Linked DNA regions of Mus musculus: region 2 is linked to region 1. A link is a contact called in public HiChIP or PLAC-seq data. All regions are on one chromosome and are shown on one strand. Each heading gives the region's core, a stretch centred on a gene start, on an enhancer-like site or on the middle of the called end of the contact. The rest is flanking DNA. Distances are from core to core; before and after follow the strand shown. Region 1 overlaps Nmnat2 (nicotinamide nucleotide adenylyltransferase 2). Region 2 overlaps Lamc1 (laminin, gamma 1).

Region 1 (6,964 bases), core at 2,383-4,882:
CCTCTCCTTCTCCGATACTGTCGCCTCATTCCAACTCCTAAATGCTCCCCCATCTCAGAAGGTTCGTCTCTGTCTTCTCCTGTTTCACTCTTGGAGTCTATTACTTCACCTCCTCTGGTAACTCAGAGAGTTGCTCTCCGAGGACATTAGTGCTGCTATTCTGTGGTCTCTCTTTCTCTCCTTTCTTCCACTCATTTGGCCAGAAGAAATCTATCCCAGCACGCCCATGATGGACAGAGAAGGCAAAGGGAGAAAATGGGGGAAGCCAGCGGGAGGAAGAAGACCACAGGAGCTTCCCAGCGACACAGCTGGGAGGCAGAAAGATGGGGAAACTCCCGCATAGGACCTTCAGGGATTACCTCCCCTCCCAGTCCCATGGGAGTCCCCAACGACTCTTGTCTGATGGGACAAGAATGTTCTGTTGATTCCCCATGTGGAGGACTCCCTTGTAGAATAGTGGGAGCAAAAGGAAAAAAAGACAAATGAAAGAAAAGAGAGATGGAGGGAGGAGGGAAGAGATGGAGGGAGGAGGGGGAGAAAGAGAGCTAGCACTGCTACCTTAGCAGGTGGAAGCAGGAGGCAGACAGGCCCATCCCCAATCCCTCCCCCCTCCCCCCACCCCCCTCTACCCCTGCCTCTGTGCTGGAGGCCCTGCTGAGAGGGGAGGCCTTGCCTGAGATACTCTTAGTGTCCTGCCCTGCTTCTGGTTCTCCTTGTGCCTCTGGAAAATCACCGTGATCCTTGGAGCTGGTAGACACGCGTGTATGCGCCATGTCAGTTCAGCCCGGCAACCGCTGGAGCAGGAGGCATTGCGTTGGAATGATCAGTTTAGAAAGTAAACTCCTCCAGGTTGAGCTTTCATAGAAATCCTAGTGTTCCCTGTGCTTGGTTTCCCACACTGGTGCATAGTAGGTGCTCAATGCTGATGCAATCTAATTGATGCAAGGTGATTTATTTTTTACAGGCAGGCCTCCAGAAGTCCAAAGCCAGGGCCATTTTCCCGTGGAAACAGACCAGACTCTATCTAACCTTGACTTCCAGTTCAGTATACCCACCGTGACAGTCCCAGGAAGGGCAGGGGCGCACACTCCCATATCTCCACAGAGATTGCCTGGCAGCAAGGGCAGTACAGAGGCTGTGTGTAGACTCAGTGTCACCCCTTCTATGGCCTTAGATGCAAGTCCTAAGGGCTGGAGAGATGGCTCCGTGGTTAAAAATGCTTACTGTTCTTGTGGGGGATCCAGTACTGACCTCAGAGGGCTCACACTGCCTTTACCTCCAGTTCCAGAGGATCTGAGCCCTCATTTGGCCACTGTGGTGTCTTATTAAGGTTTCTATTGCTGTGCTGAATACACCATGACCAAAATCCAAGTTGAGGAGGAAAGGGTTTATTTCGCTTACACTTTCATATCACTGTTTGTCATTGAAGGAAATCAGGACAGGAACTCAATCAAGGCAGGAACTGATGCAGCGGCCATTGAGGGGTGCTGCTTAGTGGCTTGCTCCCCATGACTTGCTCAGCCTGCTGGCTTATCGAACCCAGGACCACCAGCCCAGGGATTGCCCCACACCCAACTGGCTGGGTCTGCCTCCATCGATCACTAATCAAGAGAATGCCCTACAGCCGGATCCTATAGAGGCATTTTCTCAGTTGAGGTTTCCCTCCTTTCAGATATCTCGCTGTGTCAAGCTATCATAAAACTGCACAGCACAATGGGTACCTGCACTTACATACACAACACTCACCCCGGCCCCACACAGACGTACAGATACGATCTTCTGTTTGTTTTTGTTGTCTGAGACACCACACCCTCTGCTGGGCGTCTATCAAGGGAAAGAATAGATGGAGGCCAGTAACTGGGTTTCTTTGGTGTGTGTCTCACCAGGGCACAGCAGATGGAGCCCGTGGCCTCCGGCTCACTCCAGGCAGGAAGGATGCTGGGCTTTTCCCAAGGAGAGGGGGTTGTGTAATGATCCCACTGCCTTGGCCTCCCTGACCCCGCCTTTGGCTTCCAGAGACTCCGTGCCCTCAGAAATTCCGCCCACTGCTCTCTTTAGGGGATTTCCTTTCTCAGGGAGAACAAAATGACCTCTTTTGGTTTTTCAAAAACTGCCTGGGAACGAGTTTCCCAGAGCTGACCTAACTCTCGGCAGACGACTCAAATGGAGTCCTTTCTTGTGAGCCTTGCCTCTGCGGCCCTGGTCTCCACTCCCACCCACAGAGGCCAAGTCTCTCCTCTAACCTGGGTGTTTCTCCTTCAGACATGACTGAGGTCTGCCAACAAGAGAGAGTGTCAGGCTGGACGCCCAGAGGGGCTAGATAGCTAGGCCACAGAACCACTAGTTACCTTAAGGCCCAGGGAACAATGGCTGGCACATTAAATTCTTGTTGTTATTAGTCCGGTTCCAGTGAATGATGGCATGAGCCGTACATGTATATGTATAGGGGTGTGTGTGTGTGTGTGTGTGTGTGTGTGTGTGTGTGTATGTACAGATATGTGTATATGCAAGTGCCTGAGATCTGGTGTCTTCTCAGTGGATTTCATGTGTGTATGTGTATGAATATATATGTGTATGTGTAAATAAATATATATTTATATATAATTTAAACATATAAAATATATACATAAATTTATATAAACATATCAATGCATAAATTTATATAAATACATAATTGTTTGTTTAAATTTATATAAATATTTATATAAATATAGGTAAATATATAAAGATATATATTTCTTTTTTCTTTTCTTTTTTTTTTTTTTTAAAGATGAGGTCTCTCACTGAACCTGGAACGAGCTCCAGGTATCCTCCTGGTTCTTTCTCTAGCCACTGCAGTCTCTTGTCTCTGAGCCTTCTCTTATCTTTTAATAAAGAAAGAGGAAAACAGAGTCAACTTTCCTCGGTTTCTTCACTTCCCAAGGCTTGCACAAAGCTGGGTATGATGGTCTATGTCTATAATCCCCAGTACTTGGAAGCAAGAAGATTAGGAGCTAAGCTACATAGCAAGTTTGAGGCCAAAAAAAAAAAAAAAAAAAAAAAAAAAAAGTATGTGTTTTTCAGGGAAGACTTAGCATACAAGTCTACTTGTGGTTACTGTTGGGCTCCTACTCAGCAGGAATTAAAGGCTGGGGCACAGAGACGGGCACTGCACACGTGCCAAATCTGAGTTCCAAGAGAATTGGCTACTTTGGATTTCCAGCAGATCTTGAAGGATGTGTGAGAAATTGCTTGGTTTAATCAGTGTTTGCTTAGTGTCAAACCTATCTGAAATGTCCTGATAAGGGCTTGGGGGTGGGCTTTGTTTGGGGTGCATAAGGCAATAAACTGGAGGAGGTGCAGTTCCTGCCCTTCAGAAAACTGGCAGTACCCCACACCCCTGGACAGTCTTTCACACACCCATGCCTGGCCAGCTCTGAGGCCTGGGGGATGCCTGGTGCTGCATCAGCCTTTGGAAGCAACCTGGGGGTGTTGTTCAGCTCAGCCTATGATCTGATCTCCATAGACAGGAAAGAGATTGTGAGGGGACGGGGAAGGAGAGCAGGCATGCATGCAGACACACATGCCTATGTGTGGTATGTGGGGTGAATCTGCTCCCTTTTCAAGCTGAGAGGTCTAGAGTGGAGGAAGAGGCCAACCCTCTCCTCTTGCTCACAACACACAGAGCAACCACTGATCTCAGTAGGGAGTCGCAGCCACAGTAATGCCCCCCCCCCCCAGTGACACAGACACTTGGCTTGCCACCCACGCCCTCTTCATCGTTCACATGACTCCTGTGACCTCTGCCAAAATGAATACCAGATTCCAGGAAAGAAAGCTCCTGGGAACCCGAACCTGTGGAGTTGGAGGGGAGTCCAGTGATGTCACTACCGCTGCTACATGCACATCAGAAGCGTCCCAAGGAGAGGAAGCAAGCCCACCCTATCCCTAGGGTGGCAAAGCATTTCAGTAGCTGTTAGGAAGATGAACCCTGAATCCCCTGAGTGGTTTGCTCAATTCCTGGGCTACTGTGATATCTTAAGAATGTTTTGGATGCAATACTTTTAACTGGATTGAATTAAATATCCATGTGTTCTCTGGATGGGCACCGGGTGAGAGACTTAGAACTAACTGCTGAGCATGTTACTCAACACTCCACTCGGGAAATGAGTCTGAGTGTTCAGAGTGTGCAGATGCTTTTTGCCCCGCGATGTATTTTGTGCTTGTTTTTTCCATCTTGTTGAAACAACTGGGAGCCGGTTCTGTGTGCTGCGCTCACCACCAGTGTCCTGGACAGCCCGGCGACTGGGCTTTCATTGTTCCGGAATGGTCAGCAGCATAATTTTGCAGGGATAAAATGCAAAACTGTAAAAAGGGGTAAAAAGAGGTAAAAATGATCCACATACGAGAAGATGTATAATTGGTTGAAATACTTGAGTGTCAGGTTAAGCTCTTGGTGGTTGTTTTAAGACAGGGCTTTACACTGTGTAACCCAGGTTGGCGTTGAACTCATCTGTCTTGTTTTTTTTTTTTTGTTTTTTTTTTGGTTTTTCGAGACAGGGTTTCTCTGTGTAGCCCTGGCTGTCCTGGAACTCACTCTGTAGACCAGGCTGGCCTCGAACTCAGAAATCCACCTGCCTCTGCCTCCCAAGTGCTGGGATTAAAGGCATGCGCCACCACTGCCTGGCGGGAATTTAAATTCCTAAAAAACAGCACATACACCATGTTCTACCCTTCCCTACGAGCAACTGCAGTTATAAGAGAAAAGTTCACATTTATCCTGGGAATTCAGGTTTTAAGGTGCCTATACTTTTGCATACACATGTCCTATATAGCTCAGCACATTAATACATACATACATTGTAACTACAAACAATTACCTAAAAAGAAGGGCTGACACAGGTCCACCCCTGTGCTACCTGTGCCCTATCTTCTACCCCCTTGTCCTTCAGTTTTACCCTGTCAAGCCTAGCTGAGTATTGAATAGGTCCAGACTCTGATCAGGGACTGAAGATACACAGTAAACCGTGCTGTTTCCCTTGTGGGAACATGTAGTCAAGCCTAGCCTGTTGGTACATGCAGAGATGCAGAAGGACAGGAGTCCACTCCTCAAGGTCAGGGAAGATGGTGTAGTGAGTGGATTTCAAATGGCTAGTGGGTATTGCCACGGTGGTGAAGTATAGTTCAAGCAGAAGAAACTAGCGAATAAAGGCACATGTCTATGGGAGACAGGGTCAGAGGTGAGAGGAGAAAGCTCAAATGCGCCAAGCCCTCCAAATATGGCATAGTTGGAGCTTGCCAAGGACTTGTGACAGGTTTGCAAACACGTAAGAGGGTGAGTGGCTGGCTTGGAAACTGGGCAGTAGGATCCACGTGGGAGATTGCCTGGTACTTCCAGCTATGACTACTGTTAGCTGAGCCTGCTTCCCAAGTGTGTGGCATGAAGCTGTTACACATCAAAAGCTGCTCCCAGCTGGGCAGTGGTGGTGCACACCATTAATCCCAGCACTTGGGAGGCAGAGGTAGGCGGATTTCTGAGTTCGAGGCCAGCCTGGTCTACAGAGTGAGTTCCAGGACAGCCAGGGCTACACAGAGAAACCCTGTCTTAAAAAAAAAAAAAAAGCAAGCTGCTCCCATAGCTACACACTTAGTGGGGTCCTTAGAGACAAAAACCGGTCAGAGCTGGGCTCTTGACCTCAGAGTTCGTGCTTCCAGTCCTTTATGCCAGCCTTTCCCTGAGGGGCCCCAGTAGTAATAATTAGTGATTAATTATTGCCTGCCATTGATGGCAGATTCAAAGACGCCTCTTTGTCAAGAAAGAAATGTTTTAAAAGAGAAAATATCTCAACACTCCCGTGCCAGGAATATTGACAAGTTGCTATTAAACGTATGTTTTCTTGTTCCTTACAAATCAAACACCCACTCACGCCGGGGAAGAGAGTTTAACCGGTTGGCACAAAATCCTGGAAGGCAAGCTTACCGTTCTCTTCGAGGGGGGTGTTGGGAGGGGTGACTCCAGTTCCACCTCGGAACTGTGGGATGTGAGGCATGCATGCGGGAAGCTCTGTGGCCTTGAGCTTCAAAGCACTCTGCGTTACTGCATCTTCACACTTTACAGTGTATCCTTCCCCACCCCACGGTTCATAACTTCCCAGAAGACAGGATGCCTGTGCTAGGGGAACAGGAGGCCGTGGAAGCTGGAGGTGGGAAGAAGTGAGGGAGACAAAACTGACATTGAAAGCAGACCCGGCCTCATCGGAAAGAACACTGGTTGGAGGAATGTGGAAAATGAATAAGCCCAAATGGTTACACTGAAACGAACCCGGAAGCCAGGTGCGGTGGCCCACACCTGCCTGTAATCCCAGCACCCGGAAAGGGAAAGGCAAGTACCAGGAACTTGGGGCCATCAGCAGGTTTGAGACCAGCCTTGGCCAATGAGACCGTGCCACAAAACAAACAAACAAACAACCTGGTACTGAGCACCCTGTCAGACACAGCTCATTTGTCCTTATAATGACCCTTGAGAAAGCCACTCCTGACATCATCTCCACGAGGAGCCCAGCATCACATCGCTAGAAGGCAGGCAATAGAGTCAAGATTTGAACCCAGTTATTTTGGGAGAACCTTGGTGGAATCTCATTCTGTTGGCCCAGATTTTAAGCCACTTGTCAAATGTTGGCCCCTTTTTTAGGGAGAAACAGGATTAGATAAACTGTTAGGAATGTGTCTTTTTCCTCAGGAAATGTACAGTGCAATATACATATATATATATGAAACCGTGCCACAAAACAAACAAACAAACAACCTGGTACTGAGCACCCTGTCAGACACAGCTCATTTGTCCTCATAATGACCCTTGAGAAAGCCACTCCTGACATCATCTCCACGAGGAGCCCATATATATACTTTATATATATATAAAGTATCTCTCTACCAAATAGTATAACATGAAGCTAGGGGAGAAAAAAAAAAAAAAAACAGTAAA
Region 2 (6,964 bases), core at 3,120-5,619, 240 kb after region 1:
TGCTTCCTGACAGTACAAAACCTGATACCTTAACTAGACAGTCTTTAATGGTGTTGTTACTTTGTATAGCGCCACAGCAGGTGGCAGGCTGTGCTGAAACAGGAAGTGAGAACAAGCACCTCCCACACACTCACACACCATCTCAGGCAATACATCCACGGATCCCACACTTTACCTTCCAGCAGGCCCGCTTCTGTAGGATTCTTCTCTTTCAGCTCACCCCGCCCACTGCTCAGTAACTCTTCCACCTGTCCTACAATTCTTTACATACTAATGGATCTGCCACAGATGCCATGACAGAGGTACTGAAAACTCCCACTGAAGACTTTGAGAAAAACCCCACAGAATTCAAGCAGGAAAAAAAAATCCTTCAACCTTTATAGTTTATAAAACGTTACATTATGAACAACGTCAAATTACTGGTTGAAAAAATAGCTCTGGGCTGGAGAGATGGCTCAGTGGACGGACTCAAGAGCACGCTCTTCCAGAGGTCCTGAGTTCAATTCCCAGCAACCACATGGTGGCTCACAACCGTTTGTAACGGGATCTGATGACCTCTTCTGATGTGTCTGAAGACAGCTACAGTGTAGCCATATACATAAAATAAATCTTTAAAAACAAGGCTCCTTTCCCCTCACCGCTTCCGGTGAGTAAGTGCTCCCTGATTACTACTCTACCTTCAACTAGAAACAAAAGCCCGATCATTTCCTCCCCTTACTCAGAATACTTCAGTTCTCCAAAGGACTCAGGGAAGGGTAGACACACTCTGTAACAAGGGTATAAACACTGGCCAAGTGTCGTCCTTAACGCTATAATCCAGAATATTCATTCACCTGCCCACTCACTGAATCACTCTTGATGACTTATGAACTTAACGAAGCTTCTTCCATGTGCGGGGCATGGGTATCCCAAACTGCTCCGGCTTACTCAAATGGGCCATTCTCTCCTGGGATCAGGACCTTGGTCCACGAGGTCTAACTCAACAACTTTCCTACCTCATTTTACTTCAACTTCTATGACCACTATGATGGCACCTAGAAATGTCTTCGGAAAACAAAGTCAGGATCTGCAGGAATTAGACCAAGATTGGCAAAGAGACCTTCTCTGGACCACGGTACTGGCAAGGGCTCTCCTCTCAAACTCACAATGTCTGCTACTGATCGGCAACCGAGACTTAGTGGATTAGCTGCCTGGGTTCTGAACTGGGTGACTATCTGCATTTCCCTGGCTTTCACAGCAATCCAGTTGGACTACAAACACTCACCTTTAAAAGGAAGCACTCTTCATCTTCAGCAGTGGGCACCCATTAACTACACATGCACATTCTCATATTCTCATATTCTCTCTCTCTCTCTCTTTCCCCTTCCACCCCCATCCCAAATCTCCTTGAAACAACAAAGAAAGTTAGCCTCCAAATGGTAACACTAAGTAAAATAAAATACTAAGTAAATAAAATTCACTTTTGCTGAATCTCTCATCACACAAAATAGTAGGACATTAAGGTAAATTTATATTTCCTTACCTTGTTCTTGCTTCCAACATGCATTAGCACGACAAATAATAAAATTCTTGGACTTGGGGTTGTTGTTGTTGTTGTTATAAGAATCCTATCTATCCTAGGCTGACCTCAAACTCCGAAAGAAAGACAGCCTTGAACTTCTGACCCTTCTGCCTCCATCATCAAATACAAAGTTTACGAGCATACACCACCATAGCCAGTTGTGGTGGTTTGAATGGGAACAGGCCCCACAGGCTCATTTGTTTGAATACTTGGTTCTCAGTTGGTAGAACTGTTTGGGAAGGACTGGGAGGCATAGCTTTACAGGAGGGAGTATGTCACTAGGGGCCAAGCCAGGGTTTCAGAAGACTTTCCCAGTGTGCTCTCTGCCTCCTGCTTACAGTGGAGACCTGAGCTCTCGCCTGTTCTGGCTGCCATTCCTTTACTCCACATCCACGCACTTTCCCCGCCTTCTGAAACCATAAGCACAATTATCCAGCTTTCTTTTGTAAGTTGCCTTGGTCATAGCGTTTTATCACATATAGAAAAGTGACTTGGGACACCAGTTTATGTGATTCTAGGGATTGAATCCGAGGGCTTGGTGCCCAGGAAACAAGCACTCTACCAATCGAGTTCCATCCCCAGTACCCAGAACTTAGTGTTTTCCACTAGGCTTTTCTGTGCAAAAAATACAAGTTAAAATGCTTATATGGACAGTTTACAAAAAACAAACAGCGTCCTAGCTGATGGTGGTGGCACATGCCTGTAATCCTAGCACTTGGGGGTGGGGGCAAGTGGATCTCTCTGTGAGTTCAAGACCAGCCTGGTCTACAGTGAGTTCCAGGACAGCCAGGTCTGCTTACACAGAGAAATGCTGTCTCAAAACAAACAAACAAACAAACAAACAAACAAAACCCAAAACACAAAAACAAAACAAACAAACAAAAAAACCAATCATGACCAGAGTTCTTCAGAAACTGACACAACATGAAACCTTGAAACAGTATAGTTTGTAATATGAAAATGTTATTAAATTTTAAAATATGTAGACCAATAAAATAAAGTGTATGGACCAGACAATGTTCAGCTTTGATTTAAATTTAGGAGGAAGGGGTTGATGTAGGTTCTCTCTATATAACCCTGGCTACCCCGAATTCACCTTAGGTTAGCCTTGAACTCAAACAGCGCTGCCTGCCTCTACTCTGATTAAAGACATGAGTCCCTACAACCAGCTGAATTTTGGGTTGATTTGGTTTTGTTTTTGTTTTTTGGGGGCAGAGTTTCTCTTGGCTATCTTGGAACTTGCTCTGTAGACCAGGCTCTTCACAGAGCTCTGAGTACTGGGATTAAAGGTAGGCTTGCACCACCTGCTTAAACCTATACTCTCCCCTATACTCAGTCTTTCAAAAGTGGGCTTACAATGATCATTTACATGTTCAAAGTTAAACTGCCAATTGGTGAGGGATGTCGACATTTGTAAGCACAGTGCATCACCCTCCGGTACATAGAGAACAGAGAAATGTGACTTGAACCCAGGCAGCTGGGCTGTAAGACTCTCAGCATCTCTAGCCAGGCACCATGAGCCTTTCCTGCGTTTTCTCAATCCGCTTCCTCAAACAAACTGTAGTCATAGTTAAATATATTCCAGTTAATGCCCAAGGAAAACGGTAACGGCTATGCTCGGAACCCTGAAGAACAGGGATAAAATGTACAGTGTTGTTTATTTATTATAAACCAGTAAATCTGGTTCTGGCTTGATCTCAAACTACTTTTGCTTTTTGTAACAAAGACAAAATTAAGAAATCACTAGCAGGGGAAAAATAACACTAATATTTATAATTAGTACTAATTAGACTAATTAGTATTAAAAGCACTAAAAGTATAAATTAGTATATTAGTATTAAAAATAATACTAATAAAATGCTCTTGTGGGCTGAAACTGTATGTAAGTGTCAGAGAACATTTGGAAGTGTGTGGTATCGCGATAATAACAGGAAGTGTTGTAAAAACAGTAAGCACAGATCGGATTTCGTTCATACTGCTGACAGTTCACACTACACTAATAATGAATGGGTTTAGGTGGGAAACTGGAAGGTGAAAGCTGGGGATACACAAGGTCATACATTTAATTCAAAGCACCTGGGGGGGGGGAGGGGTTAATAAATCAGACCTTGAGCTAACCACAGAAGGTAAGGGAAATTTCTATTGCCATTTGTAGGTATCCCTTCTTATTCTAGAAACGCCAGATCCCACCTCACAGAAGAGCAAGAGGTGACACACAGTTTACTTCTACAGGCTCAAGTAAAACTGGGGAAGCGAAGGACTGAGGACTAGCTTAGTGGTTAAGAGCACATCCTGCCATTGCCTAGGAGCTGAGTTTCCACAACCAAGGTTAGGGGACTCACGGCTGCCTGTACTTCCAGGTCCACAGTGACACCAGTGGACCCCAGGCACCAGCATTCCAGGGCTTAGACCTATCACAAGCGCATCAGTAAAAACAAAACTAAAAAGAGTTTTTAAGACTCAGAAAACTGGAGAAATTACCATTCTATGCATCTACCTTAACTGTAAAAATAGAAATGCTAGTCTGTAACCCTTATCCCCAAGTCTGAAATTAAAAGCCCTGTATGTCAGGTAAGTTTGTTTTTGTTTTTTTTTGTTTTTTTTTTTGTCTAATGGTTTTAAGTTAGCAGCGAAGGCCTTGGGCAGGAGAGAACTCATCTGCAGCAAACCCTGACCTGAGTTGACACGAGGCTATTTATAGTCATCCCACAAAAGTATGGGATTTTCTGCACCTCACGGCAGAATTAGTCATGCGCTCGATTATGGTGCGCCTTGTCCCAGCACTGTGCAGGAGGAGGGAGGAGAAAACTCTGAAATCATGACTCTGAAACACATTCACTGTCAAGAATGTGGGCTGCTGACCTGTAGACATGCCTAACTTAATAGTTTCTACTTCAGAGTGGCTGTGAGGACAAGGGACAGTTAGATCTTCTTAGGAGTGAGTATCTTAAGCCATCAACCCTCGCAAACAAGCTGCTGAGTTCTGCCTTCTCCACCTTTCTGGTCCATTTTCTCCATGTCCACCTCAATGTATGTATCTACTTTACTTTGCCTGTACATCATATATGAGCACCGTTCCCCTCTGACTGTAATATCCCAGGCACTGCTTCCACTGACCTGAAAATAATTAGCTTGCTCTTAAAAAGCTGAGACTGGGACAATGATATTAAGAGTCACTTTTGTCCTTACAGAAAACACACACACACACACACACACACACACACACACACACACACACACACGTCAATGTAGCATCACCTTGGGCAAAGCTCTTTCTAAAAGGAGATTCCATTTTCCACGTGGTACTTATTATCAAGTATTCTGTATCAGCAAGTTCCTAAATAAACTCTCATCCCATCTCCCGCCATGTAGGGAAGACAGAGATGCAATGACCCCACTTGCAGGGACTTTTATCTCTCACTATGGCAACAGCCATAAAGCAGTCAATCACAGCAATGCCCATGTGACTTTCCAAGGCCCTCCTTATAATGATGCACCGAGACTTAAGCCTGATACTAACATGCAAGCAGCAGCTTCTCAGAAAACCACAGCAGCGAGTGCATGGCATGCTTCCTACAGCAGTGGGGCCAACTTCAGGAGGCAAATTCTTCATTACAATCAATGCTTCAATGTGTTCCAGTAACCAGACACGGTGGCACAAGCCTATGGTCTACCTAGAAGATGGAGGCCAGAGGATCAGCATTCGAAACCAGCCGCAGCTACAGGCAATCTGAGGAGACCCTATCTCAAAAGACAATTGTTTTTTGGAGTGTATGAGTGTTTTGCCTGCGTGTGCCTCCTGTCTGCAGTGTCTGTCAAGGACAAAGAGAGGGCCGTGGGTCCCAGGAATGGAACCAGGTTCCTCTGGAGGAAATACCAGTGCTCTTAACTGCTGGCACAGCTCTCCACCAACACCTCCGCCAAGATGATATATTTCATCAAAAATCAGAAATAAAATACACCATCCATATAAAAAATAAACCCAACAGAATTTTAAAATCTTTCAAATCAAAGATTTTTTTTTTCGATTTCTAGGCAAAATATCAGAGCCAGTCACCACTAAACATTCAAAATGCAAACACAAACATCAAAACAAGAAACAAAGCGTACGCTCTTAAATGTATGTAAGCATGACCCCTGACTTCAGAGACGCACACATCAATGACTAAAGCACAGTAATCCAGCCTTTCTGTCCTAAGCTGTGTGGCTGACAGTCTACACCACCCTTCATGTCCTAAGCTGTGTGGCTGACAGTCTACACCACCCTTCATGGGCCCTCCAGGTGATAATGTTCTATAGAACATATAAAGTCACATATGACATGCATTCTTTAATTTTCCAAGTATTCTCTAAACAAAATGTTAAATTAAATACTAGGTTTTTATTCCATTTCCCCCATAAACAATACCAAGAGTCTTCAATAGCTCTCACAACATAAAGGACAGAAAGGAAGTTAAAAACTGAAACATGATATAAAAATGAGATTACAATCACTATGGTGACTGCCACTGTATTCCAGAGTTGTAAAAACATTCTCTCATTTAATTACCAGAGTAGCCTGATAACAGCTCATGAATGTGGAAACAAAGACTCAAAACCTGATGCCGCCAAGCTGCAGAGATGACATTTGAAGGCGAATCGCCCAGCTCCAAATCCTCAGCCTTTCAAGACCATCCTTGGAGCGCTGGGCTCCCACAGACATTGAACCAAAGTTAATTTTAGGATATTTCAAAGCCTCAAACCTGTGACTGAAACCTATCAATATCTGTGGGATGAGTGGCTTTCCCACAACATCCTGGCTGGGTTAGGATGTCCAACGCTTTAGAAGAGTCCAGTCTCCATGACAATGTGATGTATTTTCTGATACAGTTACTGACATCCGTGGACTGAATAAGGCAGATCCACCTCCGTAACAGGTACAGGTGGGTCTCGCATAATCAGGCAAGGTCTTGGAACTCAGACCAAGCAAAGCTCCAGAAGGCATTTTACCTTCTGGTAATTCTGGCTACCTGATGCAGCCTGGACTTTGAATATTCCTTGAGGCACCTGTGTGGAATGTTTAGCCGCCCCCTCCCCCCCGCCCCCAGCTTTGTGCTATAGAAAGTTGATGGGTATTTCTGTAGAGGCCATCCTGGTGTCACGAGGGAAGAGGCCATGGTTGAAGGAGACTGTGGGATCCTGGTCTTTTCCTTTCTTTTACTTCCCTAACGAAAGGTCAGCATGCACTCTTCCCATGATGCTCTGCTTCAGGCCTAAAGCAGTAGAGGCGACTGAGCAAAAGTAAACGTCTCTCTTTATAAGTCCTTTACCTCAGGTACTTGTTATGATCATGGAAAACTGATTAACGCCTCCAGATGCAACCCAGAAATTCTGATCAGCTTTCTAGTCTTTAGAATGGAAACT

Evidence for each region. HiChIP or PLAC-seq counts read pairs in DNA pulled down with a chosen protein or histone mark.
Region 2: a CTCF HiChIP or PLAC-seq map of the NIH/3T3 cell line shows a contact between it and region 1, with 7 read pairs. The contact joins two enhancer-like sites. A contact is called at or near these places in 1 of 15 datasets of contacts at CTCF or cohesin (the NIH/3T3 cell line), 1 of 115 datasets of contacts at active chromatin or transcription factors (pancreatic cancer cells) and 1 of 9 other capture datasets (adipose tissue).

Annotation. Positions count from the first base shown.
Region 1 is chr1:153,046,384-153,053,347 of GRCm38.p6, forward strand. All of the region lies in intron 1 of Nmnat2 (nicotinamide nucleotide adenylyltransferase 2), which reads left to right. Among named protein-coding and RNA genes, the nearest start is that of Nmnat2, 95 kb to the left of the region's middle. Within about 2 kb of position 3,633, at least 37 of the 459 cell types and tissues checked have an H3K27ac peak or open chromatin away from gene starts, as enhancers often do. A contact at or near this core is called in the NIH/3T3 cell line and pancreatic cancer cells, where this site is marked.
Region 2 is chr1:153,288,077-153,295,040 of GRCm38.p6, forward strand. All of the region lies in intron 1 of Lamc1 (laminin, gamma 1), which reads right to left. Among named protein-coding and RNA genes, the nearest start is that of Lamc1, 41 kb to the right of the region's middle. Within about 2 kb of position 4,370, at least 86 of the 459 cell types and tissues checked have an H3K27ac peak or open chromatin away from gene starts, as enhancers often do. A contact at or near this core is called in the NIH/3T3 cell line and pancreatic cancer cells, where this site is marked.